Regions from separate parts of the Sus scrofa genome. Here region 1 is linked to region 2. The links are chromatin contacts, called in public Hi-C maps. All regions are on one chromosome and are shown on one strand. Each heading gives the region's core, a stretch centred on a gene start, on an enhancer-like site or on the middle of the called end of the contact. The rest is flanking DNA. Distances are from core to core; before and after follow the strand shown. Region 1 has its middle 12 kb from the start of RND1. Region 2 holds the start of CACNB3 (voltage-dependent L-type calcium channel subunit beta-3).

The links. A called contact is a pair of places that touch in the nucleus more often than the background predicts.
Region 1: a contact with region 2 is called in a Hi-C map of liver, with 2.3 times the contacts expected there. The contact joins the enhancer-like site here to the promoter of CACNB3 in region 2. A contact is called at or near these places in 5 of 47 Hi-C or Micro-C datasets (embryonic fibroblasts, epiblast stem cells, heart right ventricle and 2 more).

The regions. Positions count from the first base shown.
Region 1 is chr5:14,930,791-14,937,814 of Sscrofa11.1, reverse strand. No RefSeq gene overlaps it. Among named protein-coding and RNA genes, the nearest start is that of RND1, 12 kb to the right of the region's middle. Within about 2 kb of position 1,889, at least 31 of the 83 cell types and tissues checked have an H3K27ac peak or open chromatin away from gene starts, as enhancers often do. A contact at or near this core is called in epiblast stem cells and liver, where this site is marked.
Region 2 is chr5:14,871,075-14,877,267 of Sscrofa11.1, reverse strand. It overlaps CACNB3 (voltage-dependent L-type calcium channel subunit beta-3), which reads right to left and starts at 1,744. Exons shown (of 13, transcript XM_021091589.1): 1 at 1,515-1,744. The coding sequence starts at 1,556.

The sequences.
Region 1 (7,024 bases), core at 640-3,139, 60 kb before region 2:
GAACTCCAAGGTTTGGTTTCTTAATGCTTCTTCACCCTGGGCCCCTTTCTCCAGAAACATCCCCTTTGGTCAGCACTCAGAATGTAGCCTGATTTATGAATTATCACCTCCCCTCCTCAGCCACTTCAGTGACTAGGATATGGGTCCCGCAGGATGATGGAGGAGAAAGTGAGAAAAGAACGCTACTTCTTTCCCCCCAGTATAACTGGGGATATGTTTCTCCAGGAACAACACTTTAAATGACAGCTGGGGCCTCAGGCTAGTCCTGAACCAGTTGTACCATTGTCAGCTGCATTCTGGGTCAAGTGGCCTTTCTAGAGCCATTTAATACCTTTTCTCTGGGGAAAAAAAAAATGTTTGGGTTCCAAACAACCAAGTTATATATAAACTCTTTAGAAAACTAGCTTGCAGATTGGGAGCTGCTTCTAAGAAGTATTTAGGTAACACCGAGTGGGAGAGTGAAGGGACAAGAACAGAGTGGGCTTGTTCAGAAAAGTTTCCAAGAGTTTTTTTTTTTTTTTTTTTTTCAGAGCCGTATCCGCAGCATATGCAAGTTCCCAGGCTAGGGGAGCTACAGCTGCTGGCCTACACCACAGCCACAGCAACGCGGGATCGAGCCAGGTCTATGACCTGCGCCACAGCTCACGGCAGCACAACACAACTCTAGATGATCCCTAACCCACTGAGCAAGGCCAGGGATCGAGGCCTTGTCTTCAGAGATACTAGTTGGATTCGTTTCCGCTGCGCAACATCAGGAACTCCTCCAGGAGGTTTTTGAAGCAAAGGCGTCTAAAGTGGGAAGCCAGGAGTTTCCGCTGTGGCTCAGTGGTAAAGAACCCGATTAGTGTCCATGAGGATGTAGGTTCCATCCCAGGCCTCACTCGGTGGGTCGGGCATCCACTGCTCAGATCTGGCGTGGCTGTGGCTGTGACATAGGGCAGTAGCTGCAGCTCCGATTTGACCCCTAGCCTGGGAACTTCCATATGCCATGGGTGCGGCCCTAAAACAAAGACAAAAACAAAAATGAAGAAGTAAATAAATAAAATAAAATGGGAAGGCACACAGGCTTTAGAACCAGACAAACATGGGTTCAGATCCCAGTCTGGGAGTTCCCCTCGTGGCTCAGTGGTTAATGAACCCGACTAGGAACAATGAGGTTGTGGATTCCATCCCTGGCCTTGCTCAGTGGGTTAAGGATCCGACGTTGCTGTGAGCTGGGTGTAGATCGCAGATGCGGCTTGGATCCCGCGTTGCTGCGGCTGTGGTGTAGGCCAGCAGCTGTAGCTTGAATTCAACCCCTAGCCTGGGAACCTCCGTATGCTGCAGGTGCAGCCCTAAAAAGACAAAAAATAAAATAAAATTCCCAGCCTGGCCACTTCCTGACTGTGAAGCTTCTGGCTTTTCCTAACTTCCCCTCAGGTTCATCTCTCTGGGAAAGGAAGACAGTCACTTCTCCCTGCAGAGCTGCCTGGCACCATGAGCAGTGAGGAAGGTAGGGATTGTAACGTTTTCAAAATGTGGGTCTTTCCCCTGGGCCAGATTCACGACCTTTGAAGCTCCTGACCCCAATATGCAGCTCCCCACCCATGCGGGAGCCCGAGCAGATTCCAGAGCCCGGTCCCCTACCTTCCCTGAAGACACAGCCCAAAGGCTGGAGGTGAAAAGGTGGCTCCAGAGGGGAGCTAGGGGACCATGGCTTGGCGGGGCTGAGTGTCCCCAAAGACAGGTGCCCCAGTGCATACTTTTCTGTAGAGGGGAGTGTCTGTGGCTCTGCTGACTGTGACAATATATGCCCCCGTTCTGCCTGTCAGTGAGACACAGGAGATCCCCCTCGGTCTCTCAGGCTCCATTACTCAGCTCTGCGCAGTCCCTTATCGCTTCGCTGTCTGCCCTCTGGCCTCTTCTCTTTGTTTACCAACTTGGCTGGCTTTCTCCTCTGGGAACAAAGGAGGTGTTCAGTTCTGGGCCGTGCCTGGCTCCAGCTACCCGGCCCCACTCCCTTCCTCTCTCCGGGAGCGATGCCCCCCTGTCTTGGGCAAGACCCCTTGGTTCTGAGAGGCCCCTTCCCACAGTTCCAGGGAGAGGGGAGGCTGAACTTCTTGATTGGCACCCCCTTTTTCTCACCCTCTGGCCCCCACTCCAGCCCCTGCGAGGCCCCTGAAGCTTCACTGGTCTAGGCTGGAGGCTGCTCCTCTCCCCATTGTCTGGCCAGGATTTGGAAGCTCTGGTTTCCATAGCAACCCCTGGGCATTTAATTAAGGGAGGAGGCCTTCATCTCTTCTAGTCTGGGCAGTTCCAAATCTCTCCCCGAAAAAGGATACCCTGAGGGGTGAGGGAAAAGCATTGTCCTTTAATAGAGCACAATTCGGGCTTCTCCACAGAGCCCATTATAGCTTTCCCGGCCCATCCCCTCACACCTGCCAGCCCTCTCCCCACCTCACACCCGAGCAGGCTTGGGAGACCTCTCAAACCAGCCAGGACAAAGCTCAGGTCCCAGAATAGCAGGGGTTCGGGGTGGGGAACAGGCAATCCGTGGAAACCATCTCCTTCCCCATATATTCTTTGCTTTGCTTACTGGACTGTTGGATTGGAGGTGGGGGAGGGGGGACGTAATTCAACACTGGCCCTACTATCCAATTGCTTTATCAAGAATGGGACTAGGGGCTCTTCAACCCCCCTGAAATTGAGTGTAAGATGTATATAAGCTCATTACAAGCCTTTTTCCTGGCCGCTTGGCTTTCACCAGATCTGCAAAAAGGCTTTGCGAGCTCAAAAAAAGGTCCCTAGATCTGCCACTTGCCAGCTGTAGAATTTAGGCAAATTCCTTAACCTCTCTGTGCAGAAGTCCTCATCTGTAAAGCAAGGATTATAATTTTTTTTTTTTTTTTTTGTCTTTTTAGGGCCGCACCCACGGCATATGGAAGTTCCCAGGCTAAGGGTCGAATTGGAGCTACAGCTGCCGTCCTACGCCACAGCCACAGCAATGCCAGATCCGAGCTGTGTCTGTGACCTACACCACAGCTCACGGCAACGCCGGATCCTTGACCCACTGAGCGAGGCCAGGGATCGAATCCTCAACCTCATGGTTCCCAGTCAGATTCATTTCCGCTGCACCACAACGGGAACTCCGCAAGGATTATAATTCTTATTTTGCAAGATTGTTGCTATCTGCTGAGCACTTGGTGAGGGCTTATTTTTACTCTGAGAGGGGCTGACTGGAGGACCCTACCGCTTTTTCATTCCACACCCACAGCCTCTCAAGGTGACAGGTCCGCCCTCTCGGTAGGAGGCTTTCCCCGCCTCCTCCCTCCTTCCCCTCCGCCCCACCCCAGGCTGCTGGAAAGCGCTCCAGACTCTGATCGGAAGCCGGCAGCTTTCAAGAACCTCGTCATGAGGTGGAATTTCCAAGCTCCGGTCACCGAGTTATCCCAGTTCCTGAAATTCCTGACTCGGATTTCTCAACTGTTGCCATGACCACTTTTTCCCATTTCTGGTTAGGCTGGTTTGTGTGTGTGTATGTTTCCTTTTCACTGTATTTTTAGACTTCGGAAAAAATAAACACAGTTCACACACCGGCACCTTCCTGATCTTGCGGTTCTTCCCAGGAATGGGGGTGGCGCATTTCTTTCCGTGACCTTTCTTCTGCCCCCCACCCCCCATCCTAGACTTATCCCACCCGTCTCTCATCACTGCCTCTCCTGGTCCCCCTGCCCGGAGATACTGTGATGCAATTTTGAATTGCATGCGTCTCAGGGTCTTTCATCCTTTTAATACTTTTTTCTTGTTTCCCTCCTGGAAACTTCCCCTACTGTGGCATTTTTTCCCCCTCCCGTCGGAAGAGGCTACTCTAGAAGTTCCCATCGTGGCTCAGTGGTACTAGTCAGATACTAGTCTGATACTAGTCAGAACCCCACTAGTATCCATGAGGATGTGGGTTTGATCCCTGGCCTCGCTCTGTGTGTTTAGGATCCAACGTTGCCTGGAGCTGTGGTGTAGGTCCCAGACTCGGCTTGGATCCTGCATTGCTGTGGCTGTGGTGTAGGCCAGCAGCTCTAGCTTGGATTCAACCCCTAGCTTGGGAACTTCCAAAGGCTGTGGGTGCAGCCCTAAAGAGACAAGAGAAAAAAAAAAGTCACTCTATGTCTGCAGTTCTTGGCTTGTCCCACTGTGAGAGCACCCTGACCCAAAGGAGGATCTGGAAAGTCAGATAAACCTAGGAACCTGCACCAATTATGTTTAGGCTTCATCATCAATAAAATAGCATTTACCTAATAGAGTTGTAGAGAGGCTAAATGACATCATGCAGGGGAAGCACTGGGCACAGGGCCTTGCAGGTGGTAAGGGCCTGGGTAATGGAGCTGTTAGTCACTGGACCTGAGGGTCCTCCCGGACATAGGGCTATTTCTCAGCCCTCTTCCGTTCAGCTCCATCTACATACCAGAGTCCTGGAGCTGGACTTGGACTGCCAGTGTCTAAAGACACAAGTGATAAAGGGAGCCAGCAAAGGAGAGATGTGGGAAGGGCTGAGAAATAGAAATTTTTTTTTTTTTTTGTCTTTTTAGGGCCACACCTGCAGCATATGGAAGTTTCCAGGCTAGGGGTCAAATCAGAGCTGCAAATGCCAACCTACACCAGAGCTACAGCTGCGCCAGATCTGAGCTATGTCTGTGACCTACACCACAGCTCACGGCAACACCGGATCTGCAACCCACTGAGCGAGGCCAGGGATCAAACCCGCAACCTCATGGTTCCTAGTCAGATTTGTTTCTAATGTTTCTAATGTGCCATGGTGGGAGCTCCACCCTCTTGCCCTTCTTGATTGTACCCACTGGCACCTTTTCATCCCTTAGTGTCATCTGCCTGGAGAGATCACCTCGAATGAAGTAGCCACTTGACTGCTCCCTTTCGTGTTCTCTGACATTTGTCAGTATGATATTTTTCTGGCTAATTTTTTTTTGGGGGGGTCTTTTTAGGGCCACATCCGCAGCCTATGGAGGTTCCCAGGCTAGGGGTCAAATCAGAGCTGTGGCTGCTGACTACACCACAGCCACAGCCACAGCAGCACTAGATCTGAGTGGCATCTGTGAACTACACCACTGTTCACTGCAATGCCGGATCCTTTACCCACTGAGCCAGGCGAGGGATCGAACCTGCCTCCTCATGGATGCTAGTCAGATTTGTTTCCTCTGAGCCACGGTGGGAACTCCTGGCTAGTGTTTTTTTGTTTACCTGTTGGTTGTTGTTGTTGTTGATGGCCTTTCTCTTCCACTCTGATAAGGTGGACTCGGGGTCTTTTAGGTACTGTTCCCTGCCTTATCCTCAGTACCTAGAATGGTGCCTGGAGCGTGGGAAGCGCTCAGTAAATGTTGACAGACCACAGAAACAACCCCAATCCAGAACCCCCTCTCTCTCTCTTTGGGCCCCAGCATCCTCTTCTACAAGATGTGAGAGCCCTTCCTGCTTACCTCCAGTCCAATCTCCCAGGGCGTGCCAGAGGATGCCAGAGTCTGGCAGGGGGTGGGACAAAGACGGCCAGGCAGTCACCTGCTTACTTGTAGTCCTGTCTACCCGCTGAGGACAGAAACTGAGGAAGGACCTTGCTTCCAGGTTGCCGAAGGTTAAGGGTATACACCCAGGCACAGAGCAAATAACGGAAAGACAGATGTAATGAGAACAAGCCTATTGGCGCACTTCCTACGTGCTGGGCCCTACCTGCATGGCCACACTGAGCTCTCCCCGCATCGCCACACCCCCGAGGGCGGATGAGGTGATACAGAACTTCACTGGCATTCCCGCCCAGGAGTCAGCCCCACCAAACCTGCCAAGGCTGCCCAGGTGGAGAGCCCAGGCTCAAGCCACATGGCCCAGGATTGAATCCTGGTTCTGGCAGCTACTAGGTACATGACCCTGAGTAAAATGACTAAATCTTTCAACGAGCTTTCTTAGGTTTCCAGTGGGGATGGCAGTCATTGCAGTACCTTGTGATCTTCCCAGCCCTTCCTGGGAATTGTGAATCTTAAGCAAACCCGGAGTCCCCACCGGGCTTGCCATCCCATCTGACCCCCTTGGGGTCCTGGCCGCTGGCTACAACCTGCTGGAGGAAAGCCTTGGCTCCACGCCCAGCACTAACTACCTTGTGACCTTTAGACGTCCTCTGTGAGCCTCTGTTTCCGTGGCAGGATTGTGGATTTCCAGAGCCAGGGTTTCACCACAGCTGGAACATTCTTCTGATTACCAGCCTTAGCCTCTCCAACCCCGACACTTCCTCTTCCCTGAGGGAGAGAAAACAGAAATTGGCCCCGAAAGCCCTGAAGTCTGTTACGATTAAGAGTTTGACCTTCTCTCTTCCGGTTTGCTCCCGATTGAATAATCAACATCCCTTTTTCGTGCCTTCACGAATCTCATTTTCAGGAGCTTCTATTGTGGCTCAGCAGTCATGAACCCAACTAGTACCCATGAGGATGCAGGTTCGATCCCCGGCCACGCTCAGTGGGTTAAGGGTCTGGCATTGCTGTGGCGTAGGCTGGCAGCTGCAGCTCTGATTTGACCCCTAGCTTGGGAACCTCCATATGCCTCGGGTGCAGCCCTAAAAAAAAAAAAGATGGGCAAGAGGGAAAGCAGCAAAAGGCCCCCAGGGTACAGCCAGAGTATGTTACACTTAGGTGAATGTTTTGGGAAACTGATTTCCCTATGAATGTGTGTGTGCTATAAATAAATATATATGTAAACATATATGGATGTAAGGTTCGAGGGGGTGTATATTTTGGGTTGTGATGTGACATGGATTATTACTATGCTTGGTGACAGAAAAGCCTGATAGCCATGACTGGAGGAAGTAGAGGTTGGGCAGGGCCGGAGCACAGTGGGAGAGAGAGGATGGAGGCGGTAAGCACTGCTGGGGCCGGGCAGATCGTGTAGCGCTTTAAAAGGCATTGGATTTTATTCAAAGTGGACTTGATCCCACAGGAAGACCTAAGGAGAGGATGAATATGATCTGCGTAGTGTGTTGGGTTTTTTTCTGGGG
Region 2 (6,193 bases), core at 495-2,994:
TGCAGTCCAGCCCTGCCCAGCATCTTCCTCCTGCTGGATTTGGCAAACAACTTTGTTAGAGCCCCCATGGCTCCCTGTTGGGGGGAGGGGGGCAGTCTGCTTTCCCAGGTCCTTCTCCTGAGTCCAGCACCATTTGGGGGCTGGTTTTCTGTTGGATTCTTCCCAGACACTGTCTTCTCACTTTGTGCCCTCTCCCAGTTCCTTGGTATTTATCTCCTCTTTTATTCTGTCTCTTCAATCCCTTCTGTCCTTCCAGAGGGGCAAAGGGAGGCATGAAATGTAAAAGAGTAAGACCCTCAAGGTGCTCTCTCCTGGGAGATGACTCCGATGAAGAAGACAGCTTCTCGGGCATCCGCTTCTCTCCCCAGCCCTGAGTGTACTCTCCTAGCCTCTCCTTTTGGGACTCTCCCCACCACCAGAGTGTCCTCGGGACCGTAGGTAACAGTGGATCTACCATCAACCTCCCTCCTTCCTCCCACACCTTGTTGTCTCCATCCTCATCTGGGACAGTGGTGTCGAAGTCTGCCCACAAAGAAGCAGGAATTGCCATGCCAACCACCCCCAGGAGATGTGTTCACGTTCCTCATACCTGCGTCCAATCCCCTGGGTCCTACGGGGAGCTTCAGAGCCTCTCTCCCTGTTCCCTTCTCTCTGATTTGCTACTCACTGCCCCCTTCCAGTTCATACCTCACCGACACCTGCCTGCTCTAGTTCTCATGCCAGCCTAGTGACTCCTGTCCTGTAACACGACATATGCCTGTCTCTTATCCATGTGGTCCCTAACCCCTTTTCTTTTCCCTGGCTGAGCACAGAGAGAGAGAGAGAGAGAGAGAGAGAGAGAGAGAGCGCGCGCGAGAGCGAGCTGAGGTGAGGGGGTAAAAAGTATTCAAGGAGCGGATTTCTTCTGTCCTCTTTCTTTGAGAGTCCTTAGACTGGCAGCAGGCAGGTACCCAGGCATGGAAGCAGGACATGGGGGTGGGAGAGCCCGAACAACCAGGTTTGGGAGTTGGAATTCTTGAGAGCCTCTAGAATACATTCTAGTTTCTCCTATAAGCACACCAGGAAGCTGGGCAGATCCCAATCCCTGAACACTGAATGGGGAAACTGAGGCAGGATCTAGGGCCCCTTGGAAGTCCTCCCCAGCAGTCTTTAAGATCTGGACAAAGCCAAAGCCTCTAGCATTCTAGCTGCTGGCTGCTCCAGGGAACCCAGGGAGGGGCACCAGGGGAGCTTGCAGCAGAGGCACCCCACCCCCGCCCCCATCCTCATATCTAGCCCCTTTTCTGGCTCCCCAGGCAGTCCACCCATCCCATCCCAGTCCCAGTGGTTAGAAGCTGCCAGCTCTGGCCCTGGCGGATCCCTCCTTTCCTGCTCCCTCCTTCTACCCTTAGCCTCACCTACTGGCCCTCCCTCCCTCCCCACCATCCCTGCAGTCTCCCCCTCGTGCGGGCCCTCTTCCTAGCTGGGAGTGGGGCTCTCCTGCTACCCACTGGGGTCGGGGCCCCCGCGTTTACCTCATTCAGCAGGAAGGTTGCACTGGAGTCAGAAAAAGACATAGACCGGGCTGGCGGCCTCTCCCCCTCCCCGGGCCAGGGGCTCCGAGGCGGGAGCAGGACCCGGCCGCTGCTCTGCACACTGGCTCCCGCCTGCACGCTGGCCTCGCCCCACGCCCGCCCGGCTCCAACGCCTGCTCTCTTCCCTCTCTCCAGGTTCCCTCCCCTTTCCCTCCTCCCTCCTTCCCACCCTCCCTCCCTCCCTCCCTCTCTCCTCCTTTCTCGCCGCCTCTGTCACTCCCTCCCCTGTCGCCTTTCGGTCCTTCTCTCTCCATTTCCGTCTCTTCTCCTTCTACAGTCTCTGTTCTGTTTATCTGGGTGCCTCCCACTGTCCTTCCATCCGATATCTCGCCGTCCTTCTCCGACACCCCCACCCCGGCTTCTTCCTCAAACCCCTCCCCAGAAAAGGTAGGGACTCGGGAGCTCCTACAGCCGCAGGCAGAAGGGCGGGAGCAGCTAAACGGCTGCGGGGACTCCGGAGCCGAGGCGGAGGTTCCGCTCCCTCCCGGCCCCTGCTCCCTGCGCCCGGAGCCCATCCTCCAGCGCCGGAGGAAGAAAGGCGCCGCGGTCCCAGCGACGGCTTCGACGCATCCTCAGCAGAGGCATGGATCGACAAGGATGGATGCTCGTGCATAGCTCGCTTGCCCCGGTGTCCAGCGCCCCCTCTGGGTCCTGGGGGAGCCACGTCCGTCCACCCGTCCCAGGCCCAGACCCGGTGGCTCCTTCAGGATTGAATTGGGATGCCCCCGGCGCCTGGGGACTGTCTACTGTCACTCCCCTCTCCAGGGTCCTGGGGCCGCGGGGCTCGGCCTGCAGAGGCCACGGGCGAGACGAGGCCCGCCGAGGCAAGGTGCTCCTCCTCCCCGACCCGCCGCAGCGCCCCCTGGGCTCACTCGCTGGCGGCCGCACCAACCCTCCCGTTGGCGGCCCCTGTCCCGGGGTCCCATTTGTTGCCCGGCAGGGGTCTGGCCCTGCCAGCAGGAGGCGCTGCCCTGGCCAGAGCGGAGGCGACGCAACTCGGAGCCAGACCTCCGCCGAAGCCTAGGACGAACCCCTCTCCCACTCCTCTTTCCAGGACCTTCGCTCCCACCTCCAGGCCCCCTGCACTCCAGGCTGCACTTGATTCCCATCCCCGTGGGGTTCCTTTAAGATCTTTGGCCCTTCGGGGGCCCTAGACCCCTCCTACCTCCATCCTCGGCTCCAGGGGCGCCCCGCTGAGCCTGACACCGTCCCGGCCGGGCCTGGGTAGCAGGGAGTACAGAGTCGCGGGACCGTTCCTCGGGTCAGTACCCCCTCCCGCCCCCTTCGGCGGGCACGTCAAATAGGACAAGCCCAAGTTCTGACGGGGGAAGGGGTGTAGCCCCAGCCAGCCCTCTGCCTGCACCCTTCTGAGCGGATCAGCTTCTCATTGGTCCCTCCACACCCCAAACACCTCCAGGCTGGGACTCTTCTCCATACCAAAGACCGCGGCTGGAGCGAGGATCAGCCGACCCCCTTGCGGAGACAGGCTCACCCTGAAACGAAATGACGGGTCCCCAACATCCCCCTCGGCATCAGAACTCTTCCCTTTCAGACCGGGGGCGTCCCACTGTCCTCCCTGGCCCTTCTTTTAACTCCTTTCCCCTAGGGGTTCCCGGAACACCCCCCCCAACCCTCCCACCCCTGGGCATCCTGGAAGGCTTCCCTCCCTCCGTTCAGCGGACCCTGCCCTTGCCCCTTTTCCAGAGGGAGCTAAGTCGATGCTCACTCCACCCGCCCGCGCCCACCCCGCCCCGCGCAACTCCTCCTCGGGCTTCCCCTGGCAAGTGCTTTGGGAGGGCACCTTCTCCTCTGTCTCTGTGCTCTAACCCAGCGAGTCCGCGGATCCCCCACCACCCACCTACCCTCAAATTACTCAGCTTCAGCTCTGCAGAGGAGATAAAGCCCTCGTGTGTGTGTTATAAACATGCGCAGGGAGGTTTTTATTTGTTGTTTCATTTGGGCTCTAATAGAGCGAACAGAAGCTTTGCCTTTCAATTGGCACAAGGACCTGGAGGCAGAAAGGCCCCTCCCTACACCCCCGCTGACCACGGCTAATGGACTAGCTCCTTCGGGCCTTGGGGCAGCTTAAATTTCCATAGGAGAAGTGGGGGGTGGGGGTGCCGGCCAGGGCAAGGAATTGTCCCCGGCTTCCCTCTCCCCCCTCCCTCCCTCCCTTCCCTCTCCCTCCCCCCTCCCCCCCTTCAAGAATCGACAGCCTAGAACACCGTCTTTTCTCCCCTCTTTAAAATGGAAATAGCAATGACTTCTCTCTGAGCCTAGCAGAGGGAAGCTGGGTGCAGAGGGGCAGCTCTGCCTCCTTCCTTTTTCTCATTTCCACTCCAGCTGCTGGAGCACACACCCCTCTCTCTTCTGCCCCAGAGAGAAGGTAGGAACCTCAGAGCTGGAGCCGGGAGCCCAGCCCCCAAGGCCCCAGAGCTGTCCTCTCTGAGCCCCCTCCGCATGAAACAACTGGCAGGAAATATTCTTCTCTGGACCCACATGGGGCCTCACTTTACCTCCCCCCCCTCGGTCCCCCCATCTCTGGCCCTGACTTCACAGTACCGGGCACCCTGCTAAGGGGAATCTTGAACCTGGATGTCCTCCTGTGAGCCACGCCTTAGCTCCAGCATACTGTCCCAGTGGCCATCGTCCCTGTCCCTTCTCCCTGGGGTCAGCTCACCTCTTCTCTGACCTCCCAGGTTGTCAGGACCTCAGGCTATTTGGCAGGGCCTCTGCTCACCCTTCTTTGTGCAGACACAGCTCTGCACAGAAGGTTGCCCTACTGATCTGGAGTTGGATTTCAGTTCCCACTTGCCCTCCTCAGCAAGGCATAACCCACACAACTGTACTTAGTGGCCCTGGCATTTGAAGCATCTGTGTACCACAAAGGACAGGGAACAGAGATGGCCACGTCCATCCTTTTGTATCAGCTCTCCCGAGGGCTTCTGAGAAAGCTCTGTGGAAGTAGTTTCCACAGGGAATCCCCATGGCCAACCCCAGATATTATTCTGGGGAAGTTCCTCTAACATCAAACCTCAGTCCCTCCTGCTGCAGTCTCTGTCTTCTTTTCCTAGGCTCCGCCTCTGAGCCCATGGTGATATTTGATGCTTTCAGGCCCTTTCAGGTTCCATCCTCTGACGCAGCACTTGCTATAAATGTCTAGTTTCTTGCTGACAGGGCCCAGCATGACAGCACCTGCCTTCCCACACCAGACCGCTCTAGAGGGACTGGGCTCTCAGCTAGGACTCTAAGACCTAACTTTTGTCCGGTCCACTCTGGGGCAAGCAGTGTGACTGCTCTGTGGATTTGGGGGGGGGGTCCTCTTTTTCATACCTGGGAAGGAAGGAAGGTGAGAGGGCTGAGGCACTTGGATCTCATTCTCTTGCCACCTACGGTCTGGCTCAGCCTAGCACATAGCAGGCACTTGGCATATGTTTTTGTTTGTTTGTTGCTTTTTTCTTTCTTTCTTTTTTTAAGCGCCTCATCAGCGGCATGTAGAAGTTCCCGGGCTAGGGGTCAAATCAAACAGAGCTGCAGCTGCCGGCCTACGCCCCAGCCACAGCAACGTGGGATCCAACCACACAGCTCACGAGCAATGCTGGATCCTTAACCCCCTGAGCAGGGCCAAGGACTGAACCCGCATCCTTATGGATACTTGTGGGGTTCATAACCTGCTAAGCCACAGCGGAAACTCAGACACATGTTTATTTTAGTTTTCAATCTTGGCTTCCATTGCGTGTAATTGGTGATTCCAGTTCCACAAAATGGATTGGAGAGGGGAGCATGATTGGGACATGCCCTGAACCCTAGGGCTGCCCCCAGTGGAGGAAGGGTGGCAAGGGGCACCAGCCCTAGTGTAGCCTGGGGCAGGCGGGGGCTGGCCTAGGCCTTACCTCTTTCTCTTTTGCCCTGCTCTTAACACTTTAGGACTCTGAGTCACAGCACTGCCCAAGGGGCCAATTCAGGTCCTTCCTCTGCTGCCACATATTTAGAAGCTTTGTAAACATCAGAGGTTAGCCAGGGAAGCTGGGGTTGAAAAGAGATGGGGTGGGGATGGGGACTCCCTGGGAGGGGTTCTAAGACTCAGAGTACAGGCCTAAAGGGGGGCGGGGAGGCAGAGCTGCCCAAGGCGGGGCAGTGGAAGCATCCCAGGGCTTCCAAAAGCTAGGACAGAGGGGACTTGGGCATCCTTTAGGAAGGTGGGGTTGCTAATAAGTGGCTGAGAGTGGCCTCAGCAGCGGGGATAAGGCTGAGCCTGAGGAGCAACTGGAGTGGGTGGGATGAGGCCCTGGGTTTGTGTCCTTCCTCTCTGCCCCTCTGGCTCACCGCAGTTCCTGGGCTCCTGGATTTCTCATGGGACCCCTGACCTCTGCCCAGATCAAGCCCTTCTCTAGCCAGGAGTAGGGGGAGAGGTGCCAGGGGACGGGTCAGAGACTGAGTACCCTTCTACTCGCTTGCTCTAGCCTGCCGGCCTCCTCCCCTCTCAGTTTAAGGATCTGAGCCAGCTCCAGCTCAAAATGAGGATGCAGTGCCTGCAGCCTCCCCAGGAATTAATTATTGAAGAGAACATCATGCTGGCTGCTTATGGTGGCGGCCCCTTGGGCCCCCCCTGGCCTGTC